Regions from separate parts of the Gasterosteus aculeatus genome. Here region 1 is linked to region 2. Evidence: chromatin contacts called from public Hi-C data. All regions are on one chromosome and are shown on one strand. The core of a region is the stretch at or near the end of the contact, and the rest is flanking DNA. Distances in the headings are between cores, read along the strand shown.

Region 1 (6,495 bases), core at 2,348-4,847, 45 kb before region 2:
ACACAACTTTCTAAATACACTTTTGCAGAGGTTTGATTTAAAAAAAAAAAGGTCTTTTATGAAATGAAACATTTATCAGGTAATATCTGATGAATGGAGGGGGAAGCGAAAACTACAATAATATCTGAAAAAGAGTGTAATGAGCAAAAAAAACAAAGAAATATCCAATAAATGTATATGCCATCACAAAACATGGTTTGAATAATAAATACAAGCGTTAATCAATTGTGCAACTTCAGTGGAAACATGACGCAGCTAAATTAAATCATATACACAAGACTTTAATAGAGCAAGAAAAACAAACATATCAAACGTGATGAAATGTTCCGGGTTAAATTGGCAAAATATGTAGAATTCACAAAATATGTAAGATAGCATATGTGGAGTGAGCACATGAGTTCTTAAAGTACAATTACAGAAGATATTTTATACACCAACCAAAGTCTGTTTAATAGAATGTACATTTCTTGAGGCACAAATGTTTCTGATGTTAAATATAAATACCGCTCTGCGTATTGTAAAATTAGACTGCTTTTCCCATAATCCTTTTTATCCTTTATTTTTAATCAGTATTATTTCTACAGTAAACAGTATTTCCCGTGATAGGACAATATCAAAAACAATGCGTTTCTAAAACTTATTTTGTTAAAGGAAAAAAAAAAGTTTGAGCTTTCAAAAATAAGGATCTTTTATTTATCTATTATTATTACTGAAACTCAAACATTTCGGTAAACATGGAGGCCTACTAATAGCTTCAAAAACAACATTTGAGATTAAACTTGAAAATAGCATGTAGAATATATGTGATGGAATAAAGTTGTGCGTTAGCTTACTAACGGTGCAGATATATTTTATACTGCAGATATCCAGCAAAATGTACAACAACTGATTGAAGTTTTTAAAGGAGCAGTTCCACATTTAGAGAAATACATCGTACTTCCTGTTTGTTTCCCGTTCCATTTGATACCAAAAAAACAACAACAGTGTAAACAACCGCTGGTGGTTTTACAGGGCGAGCGTTGCGCACGGACTATTTGTTGTGTCGCTGAGAGAGCGGCCGCGGCAGAAATCATCCCGACATTTACCACAACATCTTTATTCAGTGTGAAAAGAGATCATTTTATAGAGCTCTCGAAAAACGTGTTAATATAATTTAAAGTACGTTCTGCGAACAATGACAGAGTGGAATGTATCGCATCACAGGGCTGAGCCTCTTTGAAACAAATGAATGATTTCCATCATTTTGATATGGTTTGCGATAATTTCTTCATTGAAAAAATATTTCAGGGACTTGACCCAAATAGAAATGATTCCTTCGGTCTGATGAATATGAAAGGTAGAAAAGGACGTCACTGCAGTGCGACAATATTTATCTTCAAGTAAAAGTGCAAAATTCTGACCCATTTTACTTCATGGAAATGAGCAAAATGTTGCGCCTCCTATTGTCAGACAAACACTTATCTAAATAATTTTGTTCAGATAAAGTCAAAGACTCATCCCTGAATAAGTACTTTTGTTCACTTTTTTGTTTTCAAGGCCTGTATAGAGTCAGTTAAGTACCTTTGTGAACTTTACCGGTTATGAACATTCACCTTTCCGGAAAATGTTTCCCTTTTGTCTGGACAAATCTGCTTTGTTCACAGCTTTCTTTTTACAAACAGTCAATTGCGTGTACAAGCAGTAGACGTTTTAAGTCTGTGTGTTAAATAACTTAGGAAGCTAAAGAAGTTGTTATCAAATGAGGTAAACGTAATCCATGCATGTATAAATACAGTAGAATCCTGTGTTATTCCCACTGGTTATGAGGGTAAAAAAAGGAAACTGTGATACAATCTAAAAACTACACCATTCAGTTTTTTCCACTTTGAGGCAGAAATTAGCACTTTGCTCATCAGCGTAATAACTGAATCTCTTCTTCTGTGAAACTGAGGTAAGACACTAGTAACCCTGCGGATCTTTAGTTCATCCTGTTAGCGTCCCCTCGGGACACAAAGTTTCTTTGATCCGTCTCAGAGTGAGAAGTCAGGAGGAGGCGATGCGCTGTGTGTGCTGGCTGCTGTTGGCCTCCGCTTGGCTCTCCTCAGAGCGTTTCTCCAGGTCCTGCAGATCCTCCAGCATCTCCTGGATCAGAGGGGGCAAGGAGCCCGGGATCTCCATCTTCAGCGTCACCACCCTCTCCGCTCCTGAGGGACAACGAGAGAACCGTCACGGAGCAGTTCCTCTTTCGAAAGGGCATTTAACACTTCCTGGTCTTCACTGCACCACTTTGTTGGATAATCACGAGAGGAAACATCTCACAGAATCCCTGTATGACGAGTGAAGGACTTGATGTCGCTGTCTGACCTTTGGCGCTGATGCTGCGGAGGTCGGTGATTTTCATGAGGGCCTTGGGGAACATCAGGGGCATGCTGGGCCGCCGTTTGCGGGAGTAAATCTTCAGCGCCTCCAGCAGCGGCTCCTGCAGCACCTCCACCTTCGACGGCTCCTCCAGGTCTTGTCGGTCTGTTCAAACCCACCAGAGTATTTCACTTTTTCCCTCCCAGAGCTATAGAAGTAAGGGTTGTGCGTTTGCCTCAGTACCTCCGGAGACCAGACAGATGGCGCTGAGCAGGCCGCTCTCCGTGTCGTCCATCTGCAGCGGCAGCAGCTGGCCGGCGAACGTGAAGACCTGATCCGTCAGCGGCCCGAAGCCGGCGTTGTGGATCTGAGTGCGGGTCAGGGTCAGCCCGTCGGAGAAGGTCATGGTGTCCTTGTCGGGAGTGTAGCGAGTGCAAATCCTCAGGATCTGGGATGGGAGGAGAGAGGAGTGAGGAAGGGGAGGAAAAAAGAAAGACGATTTGACAGATCCATCCATAATTTCTACACCGGCATCTGTGAAATAACCACGATAACGGCACAGGACATTATGTGTTGTTCTAATCAAGCCGGACGTCATTTATTTGATCCCTTGTACTTCTGCATCTCTTTGTCTTGGACATTTTATTTTTATAAACACCTCACTTTAAGCAATTGTCACAGTTTCCAATAAAACACCAGGAAGCAGAAAGCCATGTTTAGGAGACAGGCGTACCAGGATGTCCAGGCAGGCGGTTTTGAGCAGAGTGATCTGGTCGGCGATGGTCAGGCCGGTGAAACCAGGCACTCGCTTGGCGAACTCCACCACCTTGATGATGCACTTGGTGGCGAGCTCGCTGAACTTGTCCCACAGCCCGAGGTCCAGCTGAATCCTGTGGTCCGAGCTGGAGTTCTGGATGGAGGAGAAAGGACCAAGAGGTTATTTTGAGGTACTTAGCATTCGTGTGTGGGGGATTTTCACACAGTCATTGATTCCGTTGTGGTTTTCACTATAGAACGCACACTGGGGCTCATTGTTCAAATACTGCCAACAGCGTGTAGAAACGTTGCAATGTGGTCCATTTCCTGTTGGTGGCGCCAGAGAAGCATTTTGTTGTAACCGGCGTAAACGCTGAGCTTCATCGCCCCGGAATATACTATGCATGACTCGGCTGACACACGCAAACACACACACGCATGCATTACCCACACACACATTGACACACATTGACACACTGGGGCAGATGCTGCCACACAAGGTGCGTGTCAGATGCAGTGGTGACTCACAGTCCCGCTCACGTGCAATCTGAGGTTTGGCATGTTGAGATACTACACTGTGAGATGATGCAAACAAAACGAAATACAGCTACTTACAATGACAACGATAAACAATTGCTGTTACGCAATCGCTTGTACTTTACGGTCTGGTTTTTTAGTAGGCCTTTTGCAATGAATACATTTCTGAAGTTGATAATAAATGAGATTTTTAGATTTACAAAACTAGGTTCAAAATGAGTCAATACAGATTTAAAAATAAAAACCAAATCTGCATTGTAGTTTCCACATTAAACTATCCACCCTGGAGCTCTTTGCAGAACTACTGTTACAGAAAAGTTACAATGTGGTCACATTTCACACAAAGTGCCTCCTGCACATCACCGTCCCGTCTCGACTCACTGTGGTGTATTTTCCTAGTTGGCAGAGAGAGGGGAAGGTCTCCCTGTGAGCAATGCAGATCTTCTCCACTATCAGGCCCAGCTCCGCCGTCAGCTCGTACGTCTCCATGACGGTCATCTTCACCGCCTCCTTCTTCCCCTTCCTGCTGTTCCTGTCGTTCCTCACTGCTGCAGAGGAGAAGGACGCACGTTGTGAGATGCTTTTCAAATGATACAAAAACATTTGTGCTTACTGTATCTATTCACACTTATATAAAAGTATATATATAAAGACACATACAATGATATATGTATACATATAGAAACAGATATATACACATGTTTGTAAAGTCATGGGGGGCCTTGACCTTTCAGGCTTCAGTGTCTTTGCCTGGTTGAGTCCTTCAGTAAAAGAGGAGGATTGAATATCAGTGTCGGTCTGTAAAGCCCCTGAAATGACCTAGAAAGATGAACGTGAACAGCTTTGAGTGGAACTGAGAGTCTCCCATGTAATCAGTTGGCAGTAAACTGAGGGCAATAACATAACATGATAGCTCGAGGGGGGCAAGAAGCAGGCCGACTCGTCACCAGGTGAGCCTCTCATAATCCGCCGGTGTCAACGCGTCTCGACCACTTGGCTCGAGCGGCTGCACACACGCTCGGAATTATGCAACTGAGCCATCTCGGCGCTTCTCACCATCACCCACTCCTCCTCTTTCATCATCCTCCTCCTCCTCCTCATCGTCATCTCTGGGTGACCTACATTCAGTCGTCATCGTGCAAACAAGTGAGATCGTGTTACACGCTGAGCCGACTGAGTTACATCGCATCCACCTGCCCTGCTACACGTGGCGTGTTTATGTAACACGCGTGTGTGTGTGTGTGTGTGTGTGTGTGTGTGTGGACTGGCCACAACGTGAACATGTGGGTGGGCGGGTCCTTCACCCGTAACGCACACACTCTGTCATCTGGGTCGAGTTCACTGGGAACTTTGACTCATTTGAAGATGTATATCTTCAGATGAGATGTATATCTTCAGATGAGATGTATATCTTCACGGATGTCACAAATTGATCAGTCGATGGCAATACGGGGAAAATTCCGGAACTATCGATACCAAATTTGATCATCTGGTAAAACAACAAACGGTACGTCGTAAATCCAACGAACTCTTCATTGTTCCCATATTGTTTTTTTATTGTGAAGTTAGATAGGTCACAATTCCCTCACGGGTATATTCGGTGTTCATGTATTATTGGAGTGAAAAAATAACCACGAAAAAACGGTATTTATTATTATAATTATTATAAGTGTTCCTGCCGAAACTGTATTCTACAACGTTACGTTTGAAGACATCATGGAAACATTATAATGTCCCTGCTTCTGGTTCTGAATAGTGGAACCAGACCTGAAGTGCCTTAAACCTGCATTCTGTGTACTGACCACCAGGGGGGGCTCCTCCGGCTGACTCGACTTCTTTCCTGATTCATTCCCTCAGTGAACATTGGGATGAGCAGTTTATGATCAGTTTAAAGCAGTATGCTTTAGGGGCGGGGCTACCTTGTGATTGACAGTTCTCTGCCAAAACTAGGGATAAGGGCTTGATGGGAGAGATTAAGCCCTTGGGTGGATATCTTAAAATGTGGGTCAAGAGACACTTAAAGCAACAAAAACATGTGTCTCTATGAAATGACATATGAAAAATTCAAAATTTAGAGCGTATCTATTGCCTCCACACGGAAAAAGAACAATACAATCAACAAGCAGCAAACAATAAGTAGTAATGTTCATACCCTCAAATGTATCACAATTAAAGGAAGACAATAAAAATAACACTGTGTAAAATGCAACATTTAGGCTAAATTGCTTAAATCCAGATCAGAAATAGGTTGTTTGCTGCTACCACAGTCTAAATTTATTGCCCTGAGCTTTCATGAACTTTCTGCTTCGGCAAACACACTAACAAAGCCTTTCAGTCACATCTTCCCCTATCGTCCACCATCTACTCGGTCCCTGAAGGCCTCGTGCGGAGTCAGGGTGGATCAGGCACTTACACTCCTTGGACATTCCCGCGGCGAAGCACCTCTGGAGCCGACAGTACTGACAGCGGTTCCTTGTGATCTTGTTGATGATGCAGTTCCGGTCCCGGTGGCAGGTGTACACCATGTTTTTCTGCACGCTGCGGCGGAAGAAGCCCTGCGGAGGCAACGAGGAGAGTAAAGAGAATGGGTTCATGATTCTGTTTATTTATTCAGGCTTTTTTTATGTGCATCATAGATAGTGATTATCTGTAAGGCAGAAGGCCCGGCGTGGCACCTTGCAGCCCTCGCAGGCGCTGACGCCGTAGTGGTAACCGGAGGACTTGTCTTGACACACGAAGCAGGGCTTGTAGGTGCGAGGAGGCGGCGGTGGGGAGGCTGGGCTGGCGAACAGGTCGTCTGAGCTGGAGTTGGAGCTCTGGCTTTCAACGGCTGCAAACACACAAAAAGACGCCAAAACAACTGTA
Region 2 (7,220 bases), core at 2,867-5,366:
GTCACGATGAAACTTCAGAACGTCTTTACGGAGTAAGAAGACGGGATTTCATCAAATCTTTCCTACTAAACGACAACAAACTGATTGTGACCTCAAACCGTGACTAAATTAGACCTCAACCGCATGATGCCGAAACCAAGTTTTCACAGAGGGAAATCCAAACGTGCCGTGATGTCACGTTGCTGGCTGCTTCTACCCGACCAGTGGTGGTCCGGTTACACCATTGGTTTCGGCTAACGGTTGAAAGCTAAAAGGCTCAAAGACTATCGGATGTGTCCGTCACCGACATTCAACCCCCCGGGATTAAATGTGTTCACTTGGCTGATCCCTTCACTTTTGGTCTCGCGCTGACAGCTGGTTCATTTGTCCAGTGTTCTGATTAATGAGCAAATGTAGACCTGCAGAACTAATCACGTCGACATCAGCGTCAGTTGTACTTGTGTTTAGCGCTAAATAGCAAACGTTAGCATGCTTACAGGCTAACAAGCTAATTTATTTGTAATTGTTCTACTGAAAGGAAACATGTGAAACACATATTTCACCATTTGTTAAACTATACAATTAGGAAACTTGTGTTTTTTTCTCCACTGCGATCGTAATTCTGCTCTAAAATGGATTCTTTGAAACTGGATTTGAAAAAGGAAACGGGACCTTCCAACGCGATCAATTAAGAAACCGCAGAGTACAAAATGTACAGTCCAAACCAACCGCAGGAATTGTACTCTGGTCGATCTATTTTAATAATCTTGGCAGCACATAGTGTTCCTGAGCATCAGCCACCTTCCTTATAATTACACGTAATAAGGTGTTGTTTGAGCGCTCAACGTAGCGTCACGAGTCACGCTCTAGTTCTTAACCTCACAGACACACTTGTTTGCACATTTGAAAGATTCAAATGTTTTTTAAAATTTTTTATTAACCACATTTGCCGCCTTTTGGGATATTTTTGCATAATAGGAAACGGGTCTAAAGTAGAAAAGACGGAGGGAATTTTGGCGGTGACCCGCGGCGTTGAACCAAAGGTGGTTCTGTTGCTAACGTTAGCCCACGTGAGGTTTTGTCCAGAAGAAGGAGCCTCAATATTGCACGTGAGGTTTTAAATCATCGAACGACTGAAGTAAGCGATTAACGCTTATTCCTGCTGACCAGAGGAATTTCACGTTTACGATTTGTTATCGCATGTGAGCTGACCCAGCTGGGTTTGTGTTAAATTAGTTAACCGTTAACTTTGGCCACTTCATATTTCAGAGACAAAAAATAAAAGAATATGTCTGGTTCCTGGAAAAGATGTTTTATAAGAGGATTATTTTAAGTAGAGAGGGAGTCAGTTTCACTAAGACGTGCGCGGCGAGGGTGGATTTATTTACCAGATTCAGCATTCTGGCCCGAGTTCCACAGTCTGGGGAATAGTTTTCACTTGGCAGGTCAGCAGCATCTTATGAAACCATCCCAAGTATTTTAAGAACTGGACATTGACAAACATGGCCCGATAAGCATCAGCATGGGCTGAACATCAGAGGAGTTCTCTTGCTTATTTGGGAAAATGTTCTGTTTTACTCCATTTGAGCAAACTCACTGTGGGAAAATGATATATCCAATCCTTTTTAACTTCAAGTTAAGGACAGACAAGAAAAGCAGCATAAATGCTGCCTGTCACGCTGTTTGTTTAGTACAAAACCACCTGTCCTTAAAAATAGAAAAACCTTTTCTCCACTGGGATTAAGCAGGTATTTGTTCCGTCAATCCACGTTTGAACGTGTGAACAGCTGGAGGTAGGTCAGTGTGTTCCTTACGCCTACAAGACACACCTCGAGGTATTTCGATTTGCGGTAATTACAACCCTAGAAGAGCGTTCCCAGCGCGTATGTGAAGAGGACGGCGAACATTCCTGTGGCTCATTCCATCAGCGTTTACATGTGCAGGAGTCCTGCCATGTTCAGAGACGCCTGTTCTCACGCGTTGAGTCTTACCGCTCACACAGGTTCTCAGTGGGCTCACTTTAGTTTCCTCAAGTAGTGCACTTGCCCCTTTAAGACACCTTTGTGCGAAATGTAATGTGTACGTCTGAATGTTTCTGATTTTATACGTTTTGATTGCGGCTCTTGAGAAGTAACCTTTAATGAATATTTTTGAGTCAATAGAGTATAATGTGTTTCCAAATGAGGAGAACTTGTTCCACCTGCCTCCCAGTGGCCCAGGTGAGTCAGACGTCTGACATGTATCAACGTATGTATTTGATACATCTGAACAAATGAGCTGTTTATAAGATACTAGGTGACCTGATTTCTATATATAAACACGTTATCTACAAAATCCACCCCTACATGCCTCTTCTCAGTCACACACTGGCGGCCGTGCTAAAGTACAACAATCATTATCCGACAGTAAACTTGTAAAAGTTCTCTACGGTGTGACTGACAGGAAACATTTTGTATTCTTGCCTTCCAGCGATGTGAAAAGACAGTTTTCCAAACCAAAGTGCCGAGTTAAGAGAGAAAGGGTCAAATATTTGCTGACAGATTGAGGCCATTACAGCTTTTCTCTGCCTCTCCTGAGATACATAATGTGGGAAATGTCACTCTGACATGAGAAGTCATCCAGGTGTTACGACTCTGCAGCACATCCAACACCTTCACTAACACGGAGTGAAAAGGATTATTACGGCATGGTTAAAGGGAGGGGGGGGGGGCTTCAAGTGAAGAGTTGGGGGTTTATATTTCGCATGTAGCGTATTTGAATGTCCTTATCTACGCACATTTATCAACAGTGAGTATAAACAGTGTTGCCAAATGATCAAATATTTTAACATTGTTGACAAGGTAAAACAATTACAATCATCATATAACTACTTGTAATATTTTACAAAATATAAAGTGTCAGCAGTATATTCTGGTAATACAAAGCTACCAACCTTTAAATAACAATGTAGAAGAAAAAGGAGGCGGACGAGATTTCCTTTCCATTGTTTTCCTTTATTACCATATTTGTGGAGATAATTTAATCAGGAAGCAAAAAATATACCAGACAATAAAGTACTAAAAATCTGAGATAGAAATAACCCCTCCCCCCCGGCCGCACCCCCCCACTATGTGGGTCTATGTGGCGTATCTCTTCGTCCACTGTTTGGCTGTCTGGTCATGCTCCGCTCTGTTGGCGGTGTACTGGGTGGCGATGCTTCCCACCAGCGGGTCGGCTGAGAGGAGACAAATAGCATTCATGTTACGTTTTGGCTGCATATAAAAAATATATATACATTAGTAAAAAACTCATTTTCTTTAATTATCAACAAGAAATTGTTTTAGCTGCATTGTAAAAAATTGTAAAAGGTGAGGGTCTCGTTCTGGTCGGGAAGATGTGTTGAGAAGTTTTAGTGCCAATTCAAATCTGTGTCCATGAGCAGAATCAGAGAAGTCCTGTCAGTCTTTTGCAGCAGGTGGAACAAGAACAAGAACAACCGACGTGTCAGCAAATCTTCTGTGATACAAAATGTGCTCCTGCTTATGGCGGTAATGCAGCAAATAAACCCTCTTTGGTTTCCCTCTTAGGAGCAACGTGCGCTGGAATCGGATGTCCAGGCGACGGGTTTCCTGTCAAGGTGGCGCCACGGACTACACTTAAACACAGTTTGAAATTCCTGTTGTGTAATAAAAAAAAACTGGAACGGAAAGAGGGATATTTGAACAAATGACGAGACAAAAAAACAACAAAAAAAAAGACGTTGCACGGCTGCTAGTGTGAAACGCTTCATGTTGCAGGTTCTGAACATTTAACACATAAGCATGTGAGCTAGTGAAGTCCAGCTGGGTTACCTGGGTTACAGTCTGTGAGCAGGGAGCAGATGGACAGCAGCACCTTGGAGATGGTGAGGGCGGGGCTCCAGTTGTCCTTCAGGATGTCCAGGCAGATCACGCCCTGGCTGTTGATGTTGCAGTGGTAGATCCTGGTGCGAAAGGTCACCTGAGGGCACACAAAGGAGTCATGGTGAGATGATGCAGGACTCCTCAATGGATGTGCAGTCCTTTGCATGCAGTATAAATGTTTTATATTCATCAATTCCAAAATGGAGTTTTGTTGTGGGTGGATCCACAGCAGAGAGTCTGATCCAATGAGTCATTCCACAAAGTCAACAAACTCTTGACACACTTCTCCATTCGGAGTTTTGGTAACATTAAGACTGAACTCTTAACTTTGTCCTTCAGTGTAAAACCTGCAGTAAAGGCTTCACTTTTTATCTGCAGGACGTGACCGCCCCCTGGTGGCTGGAGTGAGGTACTTTTAGATGTCAAGAAACACTGAATAGTGTGACTCACGGCTGGCGCACGCTTCTGCGTCTTTACGCCCTGTTGTGTCGACGCACTCGTTTCAATTCATGGTTCTCAAAGTCTTGCGTGTGTTGCAGAGCAATTCGCCTCCAAAACAACAGGCGGAGTAACATGTTTCTGTTGAAGACGACCTAGAGAGTCACGTCTTTGTGTGTGGAAGTCGTTGGTTTGTTCATTTATTTATCATAGACTTTATTGCCCCGTGCATCGCCAGTGCTGCTTTTCATCGCGGACACATTTGTCCCGTATGTTCCTCTCACAACTTCCCCTCGACCGGAAAACCGACGTTTGCGGAGATCTCCCTCCGTGAATCAGAGGCCATCCGCGCGTCCTTATAGTCCGCCAATGACGGCTTGTATAAGCGGTTATATTTATGGATTTTTTTCCGACAAAAGCTCTTCAATCTGATCCGTTCTCTCGTAAACATTCTTCGTTTTAATAATGGCAGCGTTGTGCTATGAAAACGGAAATGTGAGTAGTTAGCAGACCAATCGCAGCCTTGTTGGCTGCGAGAGGCTTGCGTAGCTTTTGACGCATTGGGAAAACTGGAAATTCCATGTTTTGGCCTTTTTGGCGTCGGTCGGCAGTGGTCGTAGCAGCAAAGACGGGGATGCATTTGATGCTCAGACAGCAGAGGCAGAAAGGGGGAGTTCTAACAGGTGCACCTTCAGCTTTGCAACTTCCTGCTGATGTTTACACAGTAAACCAAACACAAAGCTGAGAAACCAATTTTCTTTTTTTATGGTTTTATCCTGCTGGGAATTAGCCTTAGTAGAACCAACAAACTGTTTTTTTACCATTGTTCCCATCATAATGTCCGCAGTCTGCGCCTAAAACGGCCTAATTGGTCCAAATGAACCAGTGGGGACCAACAAATGAACCACTACCCAGCTACTGAGCGCACACAGTGGTTTATATTAGACACAATCAAAATAAAAAAGAACAGAGAGCTCTTATTATGTATGAGAAAACCAAACACATCAACAACTGATGTCCCAAAGCCTTTTTCCTCAGCGCTTTAGAGCTCAATTATTGTTGGTAAAAATATTAAAAACAGCATATTGTTACCATGAATTAAAATGTTGGACTTCTCACAGGATTTGATGCAGAAAAACAGCAGAATTATAACATCGATTACGGTTTCAAAGCTAAAGTACAACGCTAAATACGAAAACATCGCAGAAGAAACTTTGATCAAAATCAGAAAATGTGTCAGCTTTGCGTGTCAGATTATACGACCTTTTGAACAATAATCTCACATTTCATTTCAATTGGCCTCGTTTTAGAAGTATTTCACAGTCTGTGGCACTAAAGTAACTAACCAGTACCTTGGGGGGTTTGAAGGGGTAGTCGGGGGTGAAGGCGATGTCCAGGAAGAAGACGCCTCCCTCGTACACGGAGCCCGGGGGTCCCAGGATGGTCGACCTCCACTCATAGATGTTGTCTCCCTTGGGGCCGGCGCTGCAGGCAGAAAATAAATGAACAAACAAACAAACAAAAAGCGCTTCCATATCGACGCTGGGCAGCCGCTTGATGATGCAACGTCCACACAGCAGCTAATGATGAATGAATAAAGTCAGAGGCGGAAGACGCCCACGCTGAAGACCGTCCATACATCAGTAGGGATTATATGCTTGTGTTGTTTCAAGCTGCAGCAGCTGGATCGGCATCAATGGGGTAATCAATGCAGCGTGTGCTACGGCATGAAAGGAACATATTCACTCGTGCACTGTGCGCTTGTAACCAGATGAATTGTGGGCACATCTGAAGCTCGTTCTGGAGGACCAGGGAGGCCTTTTCGCTTACGTGGTCGGTAAAAACACAATCCCAAACAGACTCTGATCTGCTGCATGTGATGTAAAAAAAAAAAAAAAAAAGGAAAATCGCATCCAATCGAAGCAATTCGGAGATATTTAATTTATTCCAGAACCTACTTTTTTTTTTTTTTCTCTTTCTTTTGACCAAATTTTTAAAAAGCAGCAAAAGCGTCTCATGACGAGTGTGTTTTTGAGGAACTTTAAACTGGAGGTTAAAAAAATATATATATATACATATATTTAATTGGATATTTTACGCTCACGCCTCAGTAGGAGCGGCTGCCGAGTGGAGCGCCACGTCCTAGCGGCTCGGTGTGGGACGCTGCGTGTCGCTCAATATCAAACCGGCATGAAAAAGTTTCAACCTGCCCAACCCTACCAGTCAGATCAGCCTCAAACCAGTCGGGCCCCACTGACAGGTTACTGCTTAATGGATCTCAGAGGACACGCTGCAGGGTGTTTTTAGACAGTAGCAGATGGGTAGAAGTACTCATCCCTCATACTGTTCGCAGTAAACAGAAATCGGATCATCACCTCGTGCGTTTAAGCAAAAGTGCAACAACGCGATTAGAACACTGTTGGGAGAAATGTCACCGCCCGCAGGTGGAAACGAGGTGGAGTCAGTCACAGCCTCGTGGTGCCGATCCAGCTCATCGGGATCAGAAAGCTGGGAGTGACGACGCGAGTGCTTTGTGTCTGAGGTCAGGTGGTTTCGGTTAGTGCGGAGACGGAAACTCACCTGCAGTTCGGCGGAGGGTCCAGAGTGATGTCAGCCAGCTCTTTCTGAATCCTGCAAAGAAACAAGTGACAAGAGAAATAATGAGACGTCGTTCTCCGCTGTTATCCTGTGTGTGGAAAAAGGGAAGAAACTTCACACATTTGGGGTCAAGCAAACAGAATACAGGACGAACCGGGAAAATCCGCACGCAGCGTGATTTCATTTATAAAAAGGATCCAGGTTTTATATCTGCAACGGTGAGGCGCCAAATGATTGGAGTCTTCGGGTAATGACCACATTTTCACAACCGGGAGGCACAACTCGCATGACACTGTGATTTTGTTCCCTTTTTTTCTGCTTCAC

Evidence for each region. Hi-C and Micro-C count contacts between places; a contact is called where the count stands out from the background.
Region 1: a Hi-C map of skeletal muscle shows a contact between it and region 2, with 8 times the contacts expected there. The contact joins two enhancer-like sites. A contact is called at or near these places in 3 of 6 Hi-C or Micro-C datasets (skeletal muscle and whole body).

Annotation. Positions count from the first base shown.
Region 1 is chr20:5,100,568-5,107,062 of fGasAcu3.hap1.1, reverse strand. It overlaps LOC120811175 (retinoic acid receptor beta), which reads right to left. Exons shown (of 8, transcript XM_040166375.2): 2 at 6,306-6,460; 3 at 6,044-6,185; 4 at 4,012-4,175; 5 at 3,071-3,247; 6 at 2,581-2,785; 7 at 2,344-2,502; 8 at 266-2,183. The coding sequence ends at 2,023. Among protein-coding and RNA genes, the nearest start is that of LOC120811175, 7.0 kb to the right of the region's middle. Within about 2 kb of position 3,597, at least 4 of the 9 cell types and tissues checked have open chromatin away from gene starts, as enhancers often do.
Region 2 is chr20:5,055,632-5,062,851 of fGasAcu3.hap1.1, reverse strand. LOC120810497 (ubiquitin-conjugating enzyme E2 E1) reads right to left here. Exons shown (of 6, transcript XM_040165083.2): 3 at 6,879-6,929; 4 at 5,651-5,783; 5 at 3,810-3,957; 6 at 2,952-3,193. The coding sequence ends at 3,096. Among protein-coding and RNA genes, the nearest start is that of nr1d2a, 4.7 kb to the left of the region's middle. Within about 2 kb of position 4,116, at least 1 of the 9 cell types and tissues checked has open chromatin away from gene starts, as enhancers often do.